Regions from separate parts of the Sus scrofa genome. Here region 2 is linked to region 1. The links are chromatin contacts, called in public Hi-C maps. All regions are on one chromosome and are shown on one strand. The core of a region is the stretch at or near the end of the contact, and the rest is flanking DNA. Distances in the headings are between cores, read along the strand shown. Region 1 holds the start of LOC100517149 (zinc finger protein 75D). Region 2 holds the start of ZNF263 (zinc finger protein 263).

What was found. A called contact is a pair of places that touch in the nucleus more often than the background predicts.
Region 2: a Hi-C map of fetal skeletal muscle shows a contact between it and region 1, with 2.3 times the contacts expected there. A contact is called at or near these places in 3 of 47 Hi-C or Micro-C datasets (alveolar macrophages, fetal skeletal muscle and psoas muscle) and 1 of 2 datasets of targeted methods (alveolar macrophages).

What each region holds. Positions count from the first base shown.
Region 1 is chr3:38,890,509-38,897,385 of Sscrofa11.1, reverse strand. It overlaps LOC100517149 (zinc finger protein 75D), which reads left to right and starts at 3,718. Exons shown (of 8, transcript XM_021088107.1): 1 at 3,718-3,946; 2 at 6,019-6,537. The coding sequence starts at 6,127. LOC110260094 (a long non-coding RNA gene) reads left to right here. Exons shown (of 3, transcript XR_002342930.1): 3 at 574-914.
Region 2 is chr3:38,950,718-38,958,074 of Sscrofa11.1, reverse strand. It overlaps ZNF263 (zinc finger protein 263), which reads left to right and starts at 5,412. Exons shown (of 9, transcript XM_013995720.2): 1 at 5,412-5,624. ZNF200 (zinc finger protein 200) reads right to left here and starts at 5,383. Exons shown (of 5, transcript XM_021088110.1): 1 at 5,188-5,383; 2 at 4,088-4,403; 3 at 3,278-3,369; 4 at 2,849-2,972. The coding sequence starts at 4,334.

The DNA of each region.
Region 1 (6,877 bases), core at 2,469-4,968:
AAGCTGCATCTTCAGCCTACACTGCAACTTGTGGCACCACTGGATCCTTAACCCACTGAGCCAGGCCAGGGATGGAACCTGCATCCTCACAGACACTAGGTCGGGTTCCTAAGCCGCTGAGCCACAACTGGAACTCCAGTAACGTACTTTTTATATTCGAGACTTTATATGATTTCTCTTCGGTATAGACTGTACTTAATTTGATGAAGACAATTTTCCCACTGCTTGAAGAAGCTGAAAGGGTTTCTCTGCTGGTGTTTCCGATCGTGTGTTTCCCAGAAATCCTTCTGTTCGCACACTCTTCTGTAGCTCTGCACCTTCAGATGCTTCTCGTAGACTTCGTGGTGCTGCCCGGTGCCATTCTGTGTCTTTAAAAATGTTCTACTCTAGATGAATTTCATGGTTCTCACTCCAGATACACACCCTCATGGGAAGTAACAAAAACTGCCACTTTTATCCATTCCAGGTGCTAGGAAGAAAGAAAAGTATGTCAAAGAAATGAGAAAAATGATTGTTATTTCAGTTATTTTTCCTCTTTTAGGGCAGAGCCTGACTGACTTTCATTCCTTTCAGAATTCTCAAAAGCCTCCCCTCCAGAAACCCAGAAGAGTCCAGACCATCAGCTTTCCTCTGACATTTGTTGCGAGGCATGTGCGCTGGTTTATACAGTACTAAGAGGATCCTGAAGGAGTATGATGGTTACTAGGGTGTGGAGCCAATGACAGCCTGAGTAAGATCAAGCAGCCTCCTAAAAGAGGCAGCCCTGACCAAGGCAATTACTATTGTAAATGGAAAAGGAAGAGGAAAGGAAGTTTGTTAGGCAACAGCAGCACCATTATATTGAGACAATCACCCAGCAAAATCATTCCGCCCACTCAGTTGCGTGGTTTCTCAGAATAAACTGCGTGTTTTTGCTTGCTTTTTTTTTTTTTAACTCAATGAATTTTATTCCATTTATAGTTGTACAGGGATCATCACAACCCAGTTTTATAGCAGTTCCATTCCAAACCCTCAGCCCATCCCCCCGCCCCACCTCCGGTCTCCTTTTGCACGTGTTTGCTTTCACTGCTTCCCAGCTATACAATCACCATCTCTCAAACTGCCCCAGCAGGGGAAAGTGCAATCAAAATGAAAGACTCCAGGAGTTCCAGCTGTGGTGCAGTGGGTTGAGAATCCAACTGCAGTGGTTTGGGTTGCTGCAGAGGGAAGGCTTTTAATCCCTGGCACAGCACAGGGGGTTAAAGGATCTAGCGTTGCTGCAGCTGCGGTTTGGATTCAGTCCCAGTCCCCAGTCCCCAGGGGCTTTTGTGGACTCCACAGTAAAGGTAAGCAACTCTGGCAGCTTTTTTTTTTTTTTTTTTTTTTTTTTGACTTTTTTAAGGCCGAACCCAGGGCAATGGAAGTTTCCAGGCTAGGGGTCAAATCAGAGCTACAGCTGCTGGCCTACACCACAGCCAGAGCAACCCCAGGTCAGAGCCGAATCTGTGACCTACCCCACAGCTCAGGGCAACGCCGGATCCTTAACCCATTGAGCAAGGCCAGGGATCGAACCTGTGTTCTGATGGATCCTAGTCAGGTTCCTTACCCCTGAGCCACGATGGGCACTCCCTGGCAGCAAACTTTGAACAACACCACTCATCAGTGGCTCTCACTCACAGTTCACTATTTTGTGCCTTGCCTCCTCTTCTTGGTTTCAAGGAGTCTCTTTTCCCACTTTTTTCTCCCCTTTTTTCCAAGCAGCTCCCTGGCTACATTATAAATCAGGCCTGCCAGTGACACCTGGGACACAACTGGTAGAACTTCATTTATTCGATTTAACAAGTTCCAACCATATGCTCCGACTTAGGCCAGAAGAAGATCTCAATGCTAAGAACATGACTGTCCCCTGGTCCTGAGAGACTGGAAACAATAGTTACTTTTGAAGAAACTAAGTCCCCACAGTGAGATGCTAAGGAAATGAACCTACTTTGAAACATATTCAAGGGACACAGGCAGATGCTTATTATTATCGACTCTGTGTTTTTTTGGTTTTGTTTTGTGTTGTTTTTTTGGCCATACCTGCAGCATATGGAAGTTCCCAGACGAGGGTCTGAATTGGAGCTGCAGCTGCCGGCTTACACCACAGCCATGGTAATGTGGGATCCAAGCCACGTCTGTGACCTACACCACAGCTCATGGCAATGCCAGGTCCTTAACCCACTGAGAGAGGCCAGGAATTGAACCCTCGTCCTCATGGTTACTATGTGGGTTTCTCAACTGCCGAGTCACAGGGGGAACGCCTTATTATCGCCTCTGTTTAATCCTTTTCTTTCATTCAAAAAGGATCAAGATCTCTGCCTCAGAGGAGTATAACATGAGTCTATCCAAAAGCTAAAATAGAATAATAACCTGGTAGTGGTCTCCTATTTTTTTCCCGCCTTAAACTTAGCTCCAGATAAACTGCTTTGGAAAGAAGCTCCCCCCCAAACCTTCAAACGATGCTCCTTATTTCATTTACTTTATTACATGCAATCTCTTCATCCCCATTCAAAGCACTCCATAATATGACCAGATGATCTTATCTTGTAACTCTCTAAATGTAGCTCAGTTACATTTAGTAAAAAAGTACTATGAATTTTCGCACACCCACATCTCTGCAGCTCTCAAGGCTGTGCTCTTCCCTTTCCCTTTGCGCAACTGGATGTGCCCCCACCCACTGCTGTAGGCAAAACCCTCAAGGTTCTTTATAATTTTCCCTAATGTTCATTCCCTTGGAATTCCCACAGCATTCAGCTTCGGGCTCACCCTTTTCTACCTTGCCTCACTGAAATTGGCTCTATCCTGTTGCCAGATGCCTTTTGTCCTGTGAACCCTGTAACAATGGCTACACATAGATTTAATGAGTAATTCCTTGACTAGTACAGGCTGACACTATGAAAAGAGTGACAGCTGGAAGAACACAAACAACCTGAAACACTCAGATTCTTCTAACTCTGATTTAGTAAATATTTCAGGAATGCCTGTCTTACCCAGGCGACTCTGCCAGACGTTGCAGGAACAGGATGAAAAGAAAGATCCCATCTTCTAGGAAGCATGCTGCGGTGGAAAAGCAGAAGATAGGATAAATAGGACCTAAATTCCACTGGAAGACCTACCAGTGGTGAATTATATGACTCTGAGCTCTCGATTTCTCTGTGAAGGAGAACTGTAAATGGGACTTATTTCACAGGTTAAAACCTCAATTTAAAAAAAAAAAAAAATCGTTGTGAGCATGCATGTCCCAGCCACGGCTACAAACCCTCAGGGGCCGCCGACGCTGGCCCGGACAAAACGGCCTCTTAATCCAGGAGGCTGCGACGAGCCCCGGGTCGACCGCTCCGGCACGGCCGGTTGAGCCCCGGAAAGGACAGGGCCCTGCGCAAAGAAGGGGATGGCGACTCTCAAGGCCGAGGTCCCGGTTACCAGGCTCCGCCCGCAGCCCGGATGCGACACTAGGACGACCGGGATGCAAGAGCCTGACAGAGCTGGGGGCGAGACGGCGCCACACACGCGCAGAGCCGCGCGCAGCGCCCTCCAGGCTGGGCGGGTCTGCAGACTCGGTGGCAATAACTGGTCCACGCCGCCTGGGCTGAGCCCGGGCCGGAGACTGACGGTCCCGCGGGGCCCCGAACCGCGGCGCTGCCCGACCCGGCCGGGCTGCGGCGGCCCCTCCCCGGAAGTGCGCTGCTTCTGCTTCCGGTCGAAGCGCGGGTCTTAGACCGCGACGCGGGAAGCACCTCAGGTTGGTTGGAGGGGCCGGGTGAGCCGGAGTGGTTCCCGGACCCGCGCCCCCGAGCCCTCGGACTAAGCTGGGCGGCCTCTGAGGGGCGCCGGGCGGAGAACTGTCCTTACGACAGTGGCCGGAAGGGCAGCGTTTTGCGACGGAGCCCGAAGAGAGAACGGCCTCCGCGAAGCCAGGCCGTCCGAGGTAACCGAGAAGCGGCTTCCCCTTCGGCGCCGGGGCCCCGACAGACGCCGGGGGCGCTTGCGGGCGGCCGGGCCGTGTCGGGCGAGTCCGCCGTCAGGCTCCGGAGGCGGCTCTTTCCTCCCTTGGCGCGTTTGGCGCCCAGGGCCGCGCGCGGTGGGACCCCGCACAGACACGCCCGCGGCCGCCGTGCTCCCGGGCGCGCCGTGGCGGTCCCGGCCCGGGCGGTAGGGACCACGTTGCCGCCTCTGCCGGCGTTTGTTCTGCTGCCTGACGGTGCCGCGGGAGGACTGGGCAGTCCAGCCTCGGAGAGATGGGCTTCTGCTGGTGCGGGAGCGTGGGAATTGTCCCCGCGCCTCCCGAGCCGGGTGGGCAGCGAGGAGCCGCCCATTTGTGAATACCGTGCATCCTGCACAGAATTTCGGTGCGGTTTGTGCCGGAACAGCTCGGAGAAAGTGCGGCTCACGAGGCTTCTCCGCCTTGCTTAGAGGTCTCAGGGACCTTTGAAGGAAGGTAATCACGACCAACTCATATGCTCTCTTCTTGTTGCCCCATGACGTTTGGATGAACATTTTGTGAACAAAGGTCAGCTGTAGTTTTTCCTCGGTCAGTTAAAGAGAAATTTAAAATACAGGTATTAGGAGTTCCCTGGTGGCCTAGCAGGTTGAGAATCTGTCCTATTCTGGAAGGTGTTTTGTGGCGCAGGTCCCAACTGGGTTCCACCTCTGGCCGGGGAACCTCCACAGGCAGTGGGCGCTGCCCCCCCCCATCACCACCAAAAAAGAATACGAAGAATCTGGCATTGTCACTGCAGCTACTTAGTTGGCTGCTGTGGCACTGGGGTGGATCCCTGGCCTGGGAACTTCTGCACGTGTGCGTGTGGCCCAAAAAAAAAAAATCACAAAACCTGGAAAAAATAAAACAAATAAATTTTATGCCCAGTGCTTTTTGCTTTTGACTTATGGAAGTTCCCAGGCTAGGGGTGGAATAGGAGGTGCAGCTGCCGGCCTTTGTCATAGCAAGGCTGGATCTGAGCCTCCTCTGTGACCTACAGCACAGCTCACTGCAATGCGATCCTTAACGCACTCAGCGAGGCCAGGTGTTGAACCTGCATCTTGATGTATACTAGTCAGGTTTGTTTCTTCTGAGCCACAAAGGGAACTCCTTCTGCTCCGTGCTCTTGATGTGTTTTGTAAGGAAAGGCCAAGAGGAGCATTAAGCAACTAGTTACCTAATTGGGAGGTGTTGGAGTTCCCCTCGTGGCACAGTGGTTAACGAATCTGACTAGGAACCATGAGGTCGCGGGTTTGATCTCTGGCCCCGCCCAGTGAGTTAAGGATCACTGGCGTTGCCGTCAGCTGTGGTGTTGGTCACAGACGCGGCTCGGATCCTGAGTTGCTGTGGCTCTGGCGCAGGCCGGCGGCTATAGCTCTGACTAGTCTCCTAGCCTGGGACCCTCCATATGCTGCGGGAGCATATGGCAAAAAAAGACAAAAAAAATTGGAAGATGTCTTTTGAGAAGAGTAAGTTTCCATTTGTCCCAATTACTTTCCTTCTACTCTGCTCGCAGTGTTTCACCTCTCCTGCCGGTATTCATGCAATGGAAAGGAATGCCTCAAATGTTCCAGGAAGTGAAGGCTTCCATCTTTTCAAGAGGTTGAGGAGTCGTAGATGCTGTACCCTCATATTAAACACAAAAGGCTAGGGCAACATGTTGAAATTTATGAGAAACTCAGATTATTCTCCTGATCTTTCCTCGAGTTGGAGAGGATCAAACATGAATTGGATTAATTAAATCTTTGGCTACTTCCCCAAGCTCCTTGAAGCCAGTAGTTTTTAATTTTCTCACCCACCCACCACTTCTGATTTTTTTTTTTTTTTAAGCAAAGTCACTTATTGTCATTTGTCTTCAGTTAGCTGTGCTGTATTCAGTTGAATAATGGAAAGAAAAGGTGAGCAACAAGGGCCTGGCAGTTGATTTGTAAAGTTCAATTTTCTCTCAGATAAGTAGCAAGTAGTAAAGTTCATGTGACTTTCCTATTGACCTGTGCTTTTTTCTCCCCTTAATAACTTAGGAAGAAGACCCTTTAACTGATTTTGTTCCAGACTCGACTGGCTCTCCGTTGTCAGTAGTGCTGCTGTTGCGGCATCCAACTCAGGAGCACAGTCATTCCTAGAAAAGCATGATGACTGTAGACCTGAAGGTGGCGGAGCACTTGAGCCCTCAAACCAGGCCTCTGTGGGAGAGCAAGGAACCTGTGACAGCGAGCGCCAGTCAGCATAAGAACTATGCCCCACAGCCAGCCAGTCTCAGTCCTGAGAAGTCTCACCAGCACTTCCGGAGTTTCCTCTATCATGAGGCAGCTGGACCCCGTGAGGCTGTTGTCCAGCTTCAGGAATTATGCCGCCAATGGCTGAGGCCAGAGATTCATTCAAAAGAGCAGATCTTGGAGCTGCTGGTGCTAGAGCAGTTTCTGACCATTCTGCCCAGGGACACCCAGACCCAGATAAAGAAGCACCATCTACAGAGCATCGAGGAGGCTGTGGTCCTGGTGGAACGCTTGCAGGGGGACTCTAGTCAAAGGCAGAATGGGGTGAGAAGAAAGGTTCCTGATGTGTACCATGAGATGGGGTGAAGGAGGGTATGTGGGGCCTGGGGCCGTTAATTGAGAAAGAAGATGAGCTAGGTGGCCTTTGTGTTGTTCCTTCAGGTAAAGCAGCTACAGCAGGAGCTGAAAGCACAGCCCCGCAGCCACCGTCAGTCCCCAGGTTTCAGAGATCCTGGCAGAGACTCCCCAGGCCTTCGGGGAGGAGTGGCCTTTTGTTCTCTTGGCAGCGAGGGTGTGTGGAGGGTAACGCCCCTGGCCTGACTTGGTCAAGGAGGAGGTGGGCCTCGGGTTCTCAGAAACAGACAGAAGGCACCAAGGAGGGGCG
Region 2 (7,357 bases), core at 4,163-6,662, 59 kb before region 1:
ATATTTTGTTCCCATTTTCCCTTCAATTATCTTGTTTTCCTAACCATGAGTCAGAGGCTTAATTATTTTAATTTCTGTAAATCAATATACATGTTTTTACAGCTGTGAATATTCTTCTGAGTACCACATTAGGTAATACCATAGATTCTGGTAGCGTTTTTCCAGAAAAATTATGCAATTTTTATTTGTATTTATCCTTTGACCCAAGGTTACTTAATAGTTTAAAATTTTCCAGGTAGAAGGAACTTTTTTGTTCTGACTTCATTTTTAGTATCTAGTTGTACTATATTGTAATAGATCCTGTATATTATTTCTACTTTTGGACTCTATTGAGCCTTTCTTTGTTGCATAGTATGTAGTCAATCTATATCAATTGTATCCTTTTTTTTTTTTTTTTTTTGTCTTTTGTCTTTTGTCTTTTTAGGGCCGCACCCGGGGCATATGGAGGTTCCCAGGCTAGGGTCGAATCAGAGAAGTAGCCACCGGCCTACACCACAGCCACAGCAACACAGGATCTGAGCCGCATCTGTGACCTACACCACAGCTCACAGCAAAAGCGGATCCTTAACCCACTGGGCGAGGCCAGAGATTGAACCCAGGTCCTCAAGGGTACTAGTTGGGTTCATTAACCACTGAGCCACGACAGGAACTCCCTGTGTCAATCTTGAAAAGGTATATTCTCTTGCCAAAGTAGATGGCAGATATAACCATAAGAACTACCTCACGGAGAATTTTTTATTTATTTTATTTTATTTTTTTGTCTTTCTGTCTTTTTACGGCCGCACCCATGGCATATGGAAGTTCCCAGGCTAGGGGTCCAATCGGAGCTGTAGCCTCCAGCCTATGCCATGGCTGGAGCAGATCCAAGCCGCATCTGCAACCTACACCACAGCTCACAGCAACGCCAGGTCCTTAACCCACTGAGCGAGGCCAGGGATCAAACCTTCATCCTCATGGATGCCAGTCAGGTTCATTTACTGCTGAGCCACGACAGGAACTCCCTACCTCATTGAGAATTTAAGTGTTCTGCCTTTTTGATTGTTTGCATGTGGTTCACTTGGACAGAAACACAAATTCTGTCTTCTCCTGTCCAGGGCTCTCCTTTGGATTTCTGTCCCCACAAAGTTCATTCCCTTACACTTTTGCCTTTGCAAACTGACCAAAGGTAACCATATAGGTTATCAACTATATGCTGGTGATTCCCCAACCTCTGCATCCTCACATCGGACCTCCAGTCCTCAATGTCCAAGTGCTCAGAGGACAACCTCTTTTTATTTCACGCCATGGACCGAATCTCCTCTAAAATCAAACCTGTTTTCTTCCAAACTCTGCTCCTGGGTCCAAATCCTGCCCTGACCTTATCACAGTTCCTTATAGCTACAACTTAGAAGCTCTTAGAGAGTGGGAATGGAACATTATATATTTTTTAACCTCCTGAATATCAACTCCAAAACCAAACCCTGCCTAAAGGAAAAACAAAGAGCATTTTTAAAATGTTGGTGAAAAACTCATCTTAAGTCATCAGCTTCAGGGTGTGGGCAAGGGAAAGGAAAGGAGAGGGTGACGCCTGGGTCTCGGGGCTCAACACGCATGGCCAGAGTGTTCCTGCAGTTGGCAACATACCCACCAATCAGGCACTCAAAATAAATGCTAGCTTTGCCTAAAACTCAGAAAAAAAACTCGGTATAATTAATCTGATCTGTTCATACTTTTTCTTAAAACAAAGAAAATATTCCTTAGAATAATCATGGGAAGTGAACCAGGCCCATTATATCCCGCTACCCTGACCACACAGTGTATGACAAGAGTTCAATCATCATTATAGATTTCTTTCATCTCAAGCAACTCATAAAACTTACTCTTTGCTCCATTTCAGCCTCAGAACCAAACAGTCCTGAAGGCAAGGTAAAACGTATTAGGCACCCAGCAAAATTATTTCTGAGGGCTCCTGGCTCTAGGGTAGCAGTATATTTCTAGGAAAAAGTTGAAACATCTCTAAGTAGCTCACAGAGAAGCTGCTACCAGATGAGTCTGTACGCAGCACTGAGGACACTTGGTAACCATTACTGGGAAATGAGTAAATTCAAAGGCCCCTTTCACCAACCATGTAGGAAATTCACTGACAAAATTATAAGAAATGCAGCAAGGAGGCAGACAGCTGTAGGCCAAGACTGTAAGCTTTGATGTTAGAGTCCCTGAATCCAAATCCCTGCTCCATCACCTACTGCCATGTGACCTTTAGCCAATTTTTTAACTTTTCTCTGCTTCAGTTCCTTCATCTGTAAGTACTAATTCCTATGGCCCAAAGGACTACTGTGAGAATTACATGAGATAATAAACGTACGCCAAGTACTTAGAATAGCATCTAGTACATACTGGCACACAAGTGCTTAGTAAGTGCTAAGTGGGATATATTTTCCCTTATACTAGTAGGCTTTACAGCTATTGAACATCAAAAAAAAAAAAAAAAAAAAAAAAGGCTTAAAAGAATTAGAATTCACGCATCTAATGAAAACACTAATGTAAAATATATCTGTTGGGAGGATAGCACTGGATGCAGAAAATGGATTCAGAAACAGTATATCTGAACTTTCTACCTAGCTCTTTGAATGTCTGATGGTAATACATCAGGCTCAGGTCTCGCTCACCAAGAGAAGTCCCCTCCACTCTTGCTGCCTCCAAGATAGAAGGAAAATGGCCACTCACAGCTGGAGGCTCTTCCACATAGGATAAAACAAAAATCAAATGTGTGTGTGGGGGGGGAAGGCCTCAAAAAAGCCTGAGATGAAATAGAACATGCTTTCCCCACAGCCTTTAATCTGAACACACAAGGACCTTGATTTCTTACCTAGTAATATCATCTCCCCAATATTGTCTTCTTCCATCTCTGAGGTGCGCTGCTGAGCAGGATCCAGGCTGATGCATTCTTCTTGGGAGTGAAATACATTCAAATCCTCAAAGACCACCAGCTCCTGAAAAAGCAGCAAGCCCCCTTCCTGTTAGTAACACAGGTTTCTTGACAGCCCTGCTGTTCAGAAAGGCTGAGACCCAAAGATCAGGGAAGGGATGATGAAAGGGATCTATAAATTCCAGGCAGACAGGAAAGCAAGGCTCAGAGAGGAGTCAGAGGAAAACCAGAAGACAAATGTCCAAGGAGGCAGCGAAGAATGAGCCTAATCTTCCTGCTGACTCCCAAGAGTGTGTTTTTAGACATGGGAGGGCTGCAAGGGCAGAGAAAGCAACACATACCAACAGTGAACAGGAGAACTCAACCTACCTCGGGCTGAGCTTTCAAACACGGAGACCCTGTCTCCTGTTTCTGCTGGATTCCTTCTCTGGGTAGAAGCTTCACTAAAGGATGAGGTTGCACTAGGGAAAAGGGAAACAATAGTTAATAGAATAGTGACTCTAATGAGGAGACTACCAACCTTGAAACCAGGCTGTCCTCATTCCTTTGATAGGTAACTCATAGCTTTTTCTGCTCCCAATAGCCCGGTCAGAGATCAAGCCACAGGGTCTTGAACCTACATGGGGTCTCCTCAATATGATGATAGAGGATGACTCCCTATGTGCATTTTAAAATTTACTACTAAAAGTTGGGGAAAGGCAAAGTCTGAAGACACCCACAGCAAACGAGTTTTCAAAATTCCACACAAGCTGAAGTTAATTCAATACTTCATCTACATTTCTTTAACCCCAAAAGATACTCCCCATTGCTCTCAGAATGTCTGGGTAAAACTACCCCTACAGAAAAGATGTACACTGTTTATCCTATGGCTTTACACACACTCAGCAAACCACTCAAGCTCCAGCTTGAAATAAAAATACTCCCTCTCCCTGGTATGTTGACTTTCTTTTTGGCTGCACCCATGGCTTGTGGAAGTTCTTGACCCAAGACACTGCAGTGACAATGCCGGATCCTTAACCCTCTGCTCCATGAGAAAACTCTAGCATGTTGACTTATTAAAATCAATTCCTTTTTTCTGACACCCACCACCCTAACTTGAATTCATTACTAACATGGAAGCCTAGCTTAGCCCCCAGTACCATGCTCTTCTCTTCTGGTGAAACAGTATGTGCTTCTTACCTGTGTTCTGAAGGTTGGAGCTCACATCCTTCATAATAACCAAGGTCTCCTTGACTTTCTGACTGGGCTGAACTAGGCTTGGCTTGGGCAAGAAGGTGAGAAAGTGCTCCAGAACCAGCTGGTGGATGGTCTTGGACCCACTAGTAGCATCTCGAAGTAGGTCTTGGCCCAGCTTGGAGTTGGGAGGAACTCTCAGAACAAAGGACCGCTTTGGCTTTGGGTGCATAGGAACCACTTTTGCAGCCATCGTGCCTTGAAATCACATGCCACAGTTGTTTCTGCAGAGCTTTGAAAGCCACTTCTTACTGGAGGTAACCTATCAGATGGCCACACACAAGAGATGAGAAAAATCACGGGTCAGGCTGCGCGTGCCTGCATCCCAGTATGTGTCTTGGGTAGTGAGGCCACGAGAGATCTAAAGGAAAGATAAGCTGCGGTAGGGAACTCACAACTGAAAGGAAGATCCCTGAACCTGATACTCTTAGCAAGGCCTCAAACGAATATACTGAGAATGAAAGCATAAGATGTCCCAACCTCAAGATTCAAACAGAAGGGAGCAATGGCATCAGGCAAATGACCAAGGGCCATCCTCCCGAGAATATGAAGTGCAAACTCCACTGGGAAGAACGGGTTAATTCATGCTGTAGAAAGAGCAAGGAACTAGAAGACAGGAAATCTGGGGTTCAAAACCGAGGGCATCTGCTTAGAAGTCAGCTTGGCCATTGAATTTGGCCTCACTGAGCCCCTGGGATCGCAGGTCCCTCAGACGCCCTTTCGGGGGTAGCTGACGGCTCAAGGGGCAAACGCAAGGCCGAGTGAGGTGTCTACAAGTAGCCTGTTAACGCCCTTCCGCCCTCGAAGCCCTGTAAGAACGGCAGGAGACAATCCAGCGGGGCCCACTGGGCCGGACCCACTCTACAGCCTCTCCCACTGGCCCAGGACAGCTCTACCGCAAAGCCCAGTTGGCGGCATTGCCTAGGGTGCGCTCCCGGCTACCTATTCCCGTCAGACTCCCCCCCTGCAATGGACCACGCTCCGCGCCTCAGCCGCCGCCTCCGCGGCCGCCTCCGCCTACTTCCCGCCCTCCCGGAGTCCCTCACCTCTGAGGTTCTGCCGCCCGTGGGCGATCGCTCGGGACAGCCCAGAGACCCAGACTCGAGAAGAAACTGGGAAACTAGGCGCGAGAGGCCAAACCCACCCCTCGCCCTTCGGAGTGTCCTCCCAACCGGCCGGCAACTATTGGTGCTCGCCGCCGTCAGTTGGGGAGGACGACGGGGACGCGATGCCTTCTGGGAGGCCGGGCGCCTCGGCAGCCGTGACGTCACGCCCGGTGCCTCGTTTCCGGCGTGGAAGCCTGGTCTCCTCGCTTGGAGCGGGCGTTCTGCGCCAGAGAAGGCGAGGCTCGAGGCCGGCGGCGGAGCTCTCAGGACGGCAGGGAGGCCGGGTTGGCAGCAGCCGCTCTATCTGCTACTGTACGGGGGCTTCAGAAAACAGAAAGCTGGCTCCAGGTCTCCGTGACAGGCTGGCACGAATCCAGGTAGGACGATGTAAACTCCAGGGGCTGGTGGGAAGTGTAGTTCGACTCCAAACAGCCAACGGGGGATTGCCAGTCGCAGCGGTTGGGGCGGAGTAGGGTCGGATCTCGACCGGAAGTGGACTGTCTCATGGACCGGAAGGTTTGCGGGGGGGTGCTGCAGTTTCCGCCGCAGCATCTCGGGTGTATCCAAATACTGCGGAGTGTGTAATGGGTCAAGACCTCTGCTGGGCCTGGGGTGTTTTTACAGCCGTCCCTTCGGGCAAGAGTGGCCCGTAGGTCAAAGCTGAGCGACGTTCCCCTCACCTGTTTGCCTACTTCTACTCTGCGGTTTGCACTGGTCATGGTTGTTGTTTGTTTTTTTTTTTTTTTTTTGCCATTTCTTGGGCCGCTCCCGCGGCATATGGAGCTTCCCAGGCTAGGGGTCCAATCGGAGCTGTAGCTGCCAGCCTACGCCAGAGCCACAGCAACGCGGGATCCGAGCCGAGTCTGCAACCTACACCACAGCTCACGGCAACACCGGATCGTTAACCCACTGAGCAAGGGCAGGGATTGAAACCGCAACCTCATGGTTCCTAGTCGGATTCGTTAACCGCTAAGCCACGACGGGAACTCCTGGTCATGTTGTTTTCTAAGAAATCCTAGTCGTCCATCTCCGTGTCGGACCTCAGTTTCAGTGTCTAGCCGGCGCCTAACAGCATCCTTTCTTTCTGTATTGTTATACTCGGTTCATTCCCTGGTAAGTCATAGATCAGGATTGGGACAACGCAAGGGCAGGGATTGCCTCATTCCTGCCTCATTTCAGGTACCTCCATGTAACACCTGCCTCAGGGAGGATGATGAAGGTGAAAATATGAATGCATCCCATTTCTTAAGGCTAACTATAGATGATTCACTGGACCATGGTTTAAAATATGTTATAAAGACACTAGTGTCAAAACTGTGTGGCAACAAAAAATTTTCCCACAGTTTTGCCACAAAAATTTTGTTGCCACACAGTTTACTTTTTAAAAAGTCAAGAATATCTCCCTTTCCAGATACCAGAGTTACTAAAAAAAAAAAAAAAAATCCAAAAAACAAAACAAGCAAAACCCTCTTTTAATCACAGCAGTGTAGTTTGAAATACGAGTAAATTGATCTGAATATATGTGGACCTTGTAAGAAAAGGTAGCATTTCAGCTTGATCCTAGCAAAAATTGTCTGTTCTTCTAGGAAAGAAGTAAGGTTCCTGTCTTCACGTACAAAAAAAAAAAAAAAAAAGGAGTTTAATAACCAATGAAAGAACAGTTAGGAGAACCATTAAGTTTAATGTTGAGGCAGAACAGGAAACTGAGGTGCTGTAAAGTATAATATAAACTTTTTATTTTTCCCTAAAAAAACTTAAAAACAATATTAACAAAGATAAGCAACAGAATGGCATGTGATTTTAAATGATAAGCCAGATGAAGAAATTAGACTTTCTCATCGTACAGAAAGCTCCTGCTAACTGACCAAAGATGAAGGCAAAGGCCACAAGGTCATTTCAGGAGGAAGAAAACTAAATGATTGTAAATATCTGAAAAGATGCTAAGCTACTTTGGAAACAGTTTGGCAGTCTTTCAAAATGTTAACATAGAGTTAGTATGTGACCCAGCAATTCCATTCCTAGGTGTAAACCTAAGAGAAATGAAAACTCATACGTGAATAGCAACATTATTCATAATAGGTGAAAAGTAAAAACAAGCCATATGTCTATC